Linked DNA regions of Sus scrofa: region 2 is linked to region 1. The links are chromatin contacts, called in public HiChIP or PLAC-seq maps. All regions are on one chromosome and are shown on one strand. Each heading gives the region's core, a stretch centred on a gene start, on an enhancer-like site or on the middle of the called end of the contact. The rest is flanking DNA. Distances are from core to core; before and after follow the strand shown.

What was found. HiChIP or PLAC-seq counts read pairs in DNA pulled down with a chosen protein or histone mark.
Region 2: a contact with region 1 is called in an H3K27ac HiChIP or PLAC-seq map of skeletal muscle, with 4 times the contacts expected there. The contact joins two enhancer-like sites. A contact is called at or near these places in 5 of 47 Hi-C or Micro-C datasets (adipocytes, embryonic fibroblasts, epiblast stem cells and 2 more) and 1 of 2 datasets of contacts at active chromatin or transcription factors (skeletal muscle).

Annotation. Positions count from the first base shown.
Region 1 is chr6:68,789,045-68,792,704 of Sscrofa11.1, forward strand. No RefSeq gene overlaps it. Among named protein-coding and RNA genes, the nearest start is that of ERRFI1, 110 kb to the left of the region's middle. Within about 2 kb of position 1,882, at least 33 of the 83 cell types and tissues checked have an H3K27ac peak or open chromatin away from gene starts, as enhancers often do. A contact at or near this core is called in skeletal muscle, where this site is marked.
Region 2 is chr6:68,888,998-68,892,442 of Sscrofa11.1, forward strand. No RefSeq gene overlaps it. Among named protein-coding and RNA genes, the nearest start is that of SLC45A1, 43 kb to the right of the region's middle. Within about 2 kb of position 1,869, at least 27 of the 83 cell types and tissues checked have an H3K27ac peak or open chromatin away from gene starts, as enhancers often do. A contact at or near this core is called in skeletal muscle, where this site is marked.

The DNA.
Region 1 (3,660 bases), core at 632-3,131:
TAGCCATCATGCTTGTGTTCAAGAGAGTGTTTATCAGCATTGGACTCTCCTGTTGCTTGAGCCAAACTCAGTTTTAGCAAGGTCCCTTCTCACTGGGGAAGAGAAATTGGAGTTGATGCCTGGGTTTCCCTGAACTCCAATTCTGCATCCAGATTCCCGGCGTTCTGGAAGGTCTATTCCGCAGCAACTGTTGACCCAGGAGTTTTAACGAGAACACTTGGTACAGAGTTGGGTGTGAGACCCATGATCCCAATGTAAGAAGCTCATATTAATCCTTTGAAGATTTTCCTTGAAAAGGAAACAGTGAAAATACTTTGGCAGGAGTTCCCATCGTCACTCAGCAGAAACGAATCTGACTACTATCCATGAGGACGTAGGTTCGATCCCTGGTCTTGCCTGGTGGGTTAAGGATCCGGCGTTGCTGTGAGCTGTGGTGTAGGTCGCAGATGCGGCTTGGACCCCGCGTTGCTGTGGCTGTGGTGTAGGCTGGCGGCTACAGCTCCGATTGGACCTCAATATGCCACAGGCGCACGTCTAAAAAAAAAAAAAAAACAAACAAACAAAAAAAACCCAAACTTTGGCAATAAACTACACTTCAATAAAAATATCCTCACTGATCATAATACAATCATGGTAATATAAAACACTTTGATAAAGAACTGTGGATCAGGGCAGTTCCCGTTGGGGCTCAGCGGTAACAAACCCGACTAGCATCCGTGAGGACATGGGTTTGATCCCTGGCCTTGCTTGGTGGGTTAAGGATCTGGTGCTGCCCTGAGCTGTGGTATAGGTCACAGGTGTGGCTCAGAACTGGAGTTGCTGTGACTGGGGTGTAGGCCAGCAGCTGCAGCTCTGATTTGACCCCTAGCCTGGGAACTTCCATATGCCATGAGTGTGGCCCTGAAAAGCCAAAAAAAAAAAAAAAAAAAAAAAAAAAAAAAGAATGGTGAATCTCTGAGGGTGCATCTCTGGACCAGAGTTCCAGGAAGTCTGAGTAACTAACTCTCACTGACTTCTGATAGACCAACACATGTTTTGACAGAAGGTATATTTGAGATAAAACAAGGGTCTGCCCCGGGAGCTGATGGGAGCAGATAGAGGTGCTCTCTTCTGGTGTATGCTGGGATCACTAGTTAGCATCTAGTTTAAGTGAAAAAGAATGCCTTAGAACTGATTCAGTCTGCCGTGCACCTGAAACCAACACAACAGTATGTCCACTATACTCCAATAAAATTAAAAAAAGAAGGGACATTAGAAGGGGTGTGCGGTGGTGGCACTGGGGTCGCAAATGGAAATGATATGGTTCCGGGAGCTGGAAGCACCACCCGTTCCACAGGGCCAGTGGGAGGCACATGCCAGGATTTCCGGTCCCCTCAGATTGCCCTAAGGGAAAGAGGCAATTCCATCAAAGGAAATTCAGGTGCCACTGGGATGGGAGAATGGTTACCGGGCAAACGAAACCCAACATTATCCACTTTCTCTCTCTGTGAAGCCAGAGGACCATGATCAGCTTCCTCTGATGAAAACATTTAGTTTCTGGGCTTCAGGAAAAAAAAGAAAGAAAGAAAGAAAAAAAAAAAATGGCCCGAAACCCTCCAACTTAAAGGAATGCATTTTCTAAAAATCTAGCTGCATAAACAATACCATGAAAGGCCAGAAGGAAGGCTATCCCGCTGGGGTATTTGTGTTGCATTTCTCAATTTACCACATTCCGAGAGCAGGATTTATCATCGTGGGTAGGGAATGTTTCTGAGGACACTCGAGGTCAGGGCAATGTGGTCATTTGCATTTTGAAACACAGGACCGTGTGTTTCCACAGCTGCCGTCTTCCCAGCTCTCTGGGACAGCAGGCTTAGTTCATCCTGGCCGAGGGACAGCCTGGCTGCATGGCTCGCTCGGGTCACAGAAATGACGGCTTTTCTTGCTCAGGACATCTGAGCTTTAGGCGGAGGCACAGTCGGCCAGCTGGGCAGTGGCCTCTTGGCTCGGGGATCTAAGGGGCTAGCAAGCAATTTGGGAGGAGACAGAGGTTGCCAAGGTGAACCCCAAGGTTCTGGTCCTTAAAGACAGAAGACTGTCTGCTTCCATTTCTCTTTCTCTCTTTCTTATCATCAGTCTTTTTATTTTCAGTTTCTTTTTATGTTTTTTAATTACTCAATGAATTTATTACATTTATGGTTGTACAGTGATCATCACAATCCAATTTGATAGGATTTCCATCCCACACCCCCAGCGCATCCCCCCAGCCCATTTCTATCTTCTTAAAGTAAAACGATGACTAACCTTCTTTCTGAGCCCTCAGTGGTGTCAACGCCCCAGGCCCTCCATCTGGACTTTAGCCGATACTCTGTGAAGTCATTTTCATTTAAAAATGTATACTCAGAGTTCCGTCGTGGCACAGTGGTTAAGGAACCTGACACAGAGGTTGCGGGTTCGATTCCAGGCCTTGCTCAGTGGGTTAAGGATCTGGGTTGCTGTGAGCTGTGGTGCAGATCACAGATGAGGCTCAGCTCCTGAGTTGCTGCGGCTGGAGCTGTGGTGTAGGCCGGCGGCTACAGCTCCGACTAGACCCCTAGCCTGGGAATCTCCATATGCTGTGTGTGTGGCCCTAAAAAAAAAAAAAAAAGACAATAAATAAATAAATAAATAAATAAAAATGTATACCCATCATCACCCATCTCAGATTAAAGAAAGCTTAAGGAACACTGACGATGAAAATAAAGGCTAAAAGAGAACAATTTCCACAAATTGGCCATAATATGAGTTTTCTCAGATTTCTTGGTTGTTTTCATCAGCTGAAAAATTAAATTTTTCCAAAATCAAAAGCTAAAAATAATGATGATAATGCCCTATCTTGCTCGTCATTTGTTAGGAATAAATATGACCCATATCCACGTGGCATTTTTGCTGAGCGACGCTGACAGCTCATAGTCAGAACCTTCTGTTTGTCATTTAGAGGCAAAATGGTGAGATTTGCCCAAATATAAAAACCTCAGTTATTAAAACTCAATTTTTTGGGAGTTCCCATTTTGGCTCAGCAGGTTAAGAACCTGTCATAATATCCGTGAAGATGAGGGCTCAATCCCTGTCCTTGCTCAGCAGGGTAAGGATCCTGCTTTGCCATGAACTGGGGTGTAGGTCACAGACACGGCTCAGATCTCACATTGCTGTGGCTGTGGTGTAGGCCAGCAGCCGTAGCTCTGATTCTACCTTTAGCCTGGAAACTTCCATATTCAGCAGGTGTGGCCCTAAAAAGCAAAAAAAAAAAAAAAAAAAAAAAAAAAAAAGGCAAAAATTCCAAACAATTCATAGAACCAGTTTTTATCTCTCTTTTTAATGTTGTAATACATACTTTGAATTTACATTTGAATCTACACTGGTCACAAAATATACTGATTTACTATTTTTATTATTTTTTTTAATGGTCACACCTGCGGCAAATGGAAGTTCCTGGGCCAGGGATTGAATCCACACCTCCAACTACTTTACTATTTTTTTTTTAATTTTAAAAAATTGTTTGACTAAATACATTACTTTAAAATTGGTTGATAATCCATACTTTTCCTAATTTAATTCATTTAGAGTAAATTAAAGAGTATATATCCCTCTTTAAATATGATAAAGTTGAAATAAATATATGTATATATATGTCTTTTGTCC
Region 2 (3,445 bases), core at 619-3,118, 100 kb after region 1:
CTGGGCCCTGCAATGGAAGCTGAAGCAGCCAGAGCTCTGAGCAGCCCCCATGAAGCTCGAAGGAAGGAGGTAGTTGAGCCCTGGAGGTGGAGATGGGATCTTTTTCCTCCATCTTTGGAAGGAAGGGGACGTCACAGATGATTTTCAGCCAGTAAGTTCCTCCATCAGGTTTATAATTGCATATGTTCCCAGGCTTGGTGGAGGACAATGAAGCCAGGGCAGCAAAGAGGACCCCTGAGGTCCCAGGAGGCCATTTCATGGTCCAGGTGGAAGGTGAGAATGTCCTGAGGGGGGGAGGCAGTGAGCACAGAGCGATGTGGGTGGATGGCGCCAAGGTCTTCAGGAAGGACAAACAATCCATAAGACCTGCCGAAGGGTGGGAGAAGGTCGGGGGACCCCAGGATGTGGGCCCAGGTCCTGGAAAGCAGAACTGGGGAGGATGCCATTTGATGAGAAATGGAAACTGAGAAGGGCCTGGCGGACAGGGAGGACCTTGAGTTGGGTCTTGAGTTGGGTCTTGGTGACTCAGGGCAAACAGCATGACAGAACAGGTGGAGAAGGAGCATCATGCACATGTGAGATATTTGGTGGATGGAGGACAATAAGGTCTTTAGATACATTGAACATTGGGAGTCAAAGAGGTAGAGGTGACAAGGACGGACGCAGGTCTCCAGCTTGTACCATCTAGAAAGGTGGTCGTGGGGATATAGGGGCAAATGCATTTCCTTATTTTTGCCATTTGCCTTGGACTTTTGCTTGAGGTGGGGTTAATACAGCTCACTGCAGGGAGATGGTTTGCCCCGGCCGGTTTATGAGCGTTGAGGTGAAATATATCAGATGACAGAAATTTCGGGCCACGCTACACCAGTATCCTACAAATGAGGTCTTCAGTATCCCCAGGAAATAACACAAAGCCCTGCATTACCCAGAGTTCGTCCATCACGTCCAACCTCAGGAGGCTGTGCGTTTGCTTATGATAAACTCCCAGAGCATCTCCCTAAAAGCACTGAATTCCAGGAGCAACTAAGAAAAGTCTCCGACTGTAAGTTGACCCTGTTACCTGCGCACACCTGCTGAATCGCTTTTTAAATGCTCACCAAAACGACAGTGTCTCTTGTTTCCGGTACAACTTGGAGCCACAAAAACTAATTATATCACCTTCAAAATCCGTCCGTCCCGTGGTTTGCATCCAAAGGTCAACGTGCAGACGAGAAATGGTCTAGTGCTTTCAAACGCAGGGCGCAACACATAAATATTTATCACAGGAGGACAGGAACTCGTTGTACACGTGTGTTTACCTTATCAGGCAGTTACCTGGGGCAACGAGTCCTCTGTCTGCTTCCTGTTCCCAATTCCTTTTGTCCAAGACCTTGGGCAATTGTTTATTTGACGGAGCGTTCCGTACCATTCCCTCTCTTCTGGGAATAAGGGCACAGGATGCTAAACAAACATATCTCCTGGTCACCGATACCTGGTTTCTGGGGAGGAGAGGGTTCTAGGTGTTTGCTAGAAAGATCCAACAGCAAGGGAAAACTGTGGTTATACCCAGCAGAGAACAGAAAGCCCGCCTTTCTCCAGCCAGGGCTGGCTTGTTTTGATGAGCGTTTTGAATGCTCTCCATGGACTTTATGGAATGTTCCGGCTTTCGATAGTGAAGGTGATACAGCAGATGTACAGGCAAACAACAGTTGCAAGTGTGGCCTGTGGCAAAACACAGCCTTCCGTTTTATGGCTCTTTGCTATGTTTATAAAAACGCGAATGTTAGAGAAACGGTGGCCAGGCTGGCTTTCCTCTGGCCACATATTTGTTTTGGCCACTCTGAGCTTGCATTTCACAAGTTCTCATACTAACTAGCTCAAGCCTTTGTTACATAAGAAAGCCCAGCTGGGCCGGGTGCCAACGAGTCAACTCAGCATTTTTCCACCTCCCCACCGCAGTCCAGAGGAATGGATTCAAGGATCTTCAGCGTAGACGATCTATCAGACCCTATTTCCAGTCTGTTTAGTCTCTTCTCCTTGCCGAGCTACTAACTCTGAAGGTTTACCAGCAACTCTGCATGGTTACAGTTTCATTTGCATTTAATTTGCATATATTTTAATTTGCACTTAATTTGTGTGGGCCTTTGTATCTCTCCTTTCTGAATTGCCTGTGGTCCTTGGCTCATTTTTTTTTTTTTTTGGTCTTTTGAGGGCTGCACCCACGGCACCTGGGCGTTCCCAGGCTAGGGATCTAATTGGAGCTGTAGCCACCGGCCTACACCACAGCCACAGCAACACCAGATCCAAGCTGGGTCTTCAACCTACACCACAGCTCACGCAACAATGGATCCTTAACCCACTGAGTGAAGCCAGGGATCAAACCTGCATCCTCATGGTTACTAGTTGGATTCGTTTCCACTGAGCCACACAGGAACTCCCTTTATTTTTTCTGTCCATGAAGAAGTTCCTGGGCCAGGGATTGAACCTGCACTATAGCAGCCATCCAAGCTGCTGCAGTGACAACGCCAGATCCTTAACCCACTGCGCCACCAGGAAACTCCTGCCTACATTTTTCTACTGGAGTTTTAATATCACTTCTGTAAAGGATATTAAGCAGATCAGCACTTCTTTGTTATATAAAATTACCATCTATCCCTTGGGCACCTCTCTGGTTCCTGGGCATTTGGTTCTAAATGTTCCCCTTCCAAGTTTCATTCGATATCTTCCCAATGAATTTTCCAAAATTTGGCAAACAAATTCATGTTAATATTCAATGATGGAGTGAGAACAGGGTTTGGTCTCTCTTGTGCATTTTGAATCCCAGCACCTAGCTGGGCCTCGGCCAATTAGGCATTGGATAAATATTTGTCTGATGGACAGAAAACCTAAAAATCCGTGTCGAAATTATTCTCTAGTGTCCCTCAAACCACCCCCTTACTGGGAAAGAAAGAAAGAAAGAAATCTAACCTATTTATCCTAATCCCAACATCAACCTCTCCTTCTTGTGATTATTTTAACAGTTCATCTAGGTATTTTCTTGGAGTTCCCCATGTGGCTCAGCAGATTAAGAACCCAACGTAGTGTCCGTGAGGATATGGATTCGAGCCCTGGCTTCACTTAGTGGGTTAAGGTCTGGCATTGCCGCAAGCTTTAGCATAGGTCACAGATATGGCTCGGATCTGGTGGGGCTGTGCCTGTGACTTCGGCTGGCAGCTACAGCTCTGATTCGATCCCGACCCAGGGAAATTTCATATGCCTCCAGCGTAGCTGTAAAAAGAAAAGAAAAAAAATTTTTGACATACAATATTTAAAAATGCATATGGCATGTAGGTTGTACCCCAAAGTATGGGCATACTTACAGCTTTGCTTCTGAAATCCTTCCTGATGTATTTTAAGGGCTTTTGACCACAGCGATCCTTTTAGGCAGTATCACTGATGGAGCAGTGTCCTGTAACTCCCTGAAAAG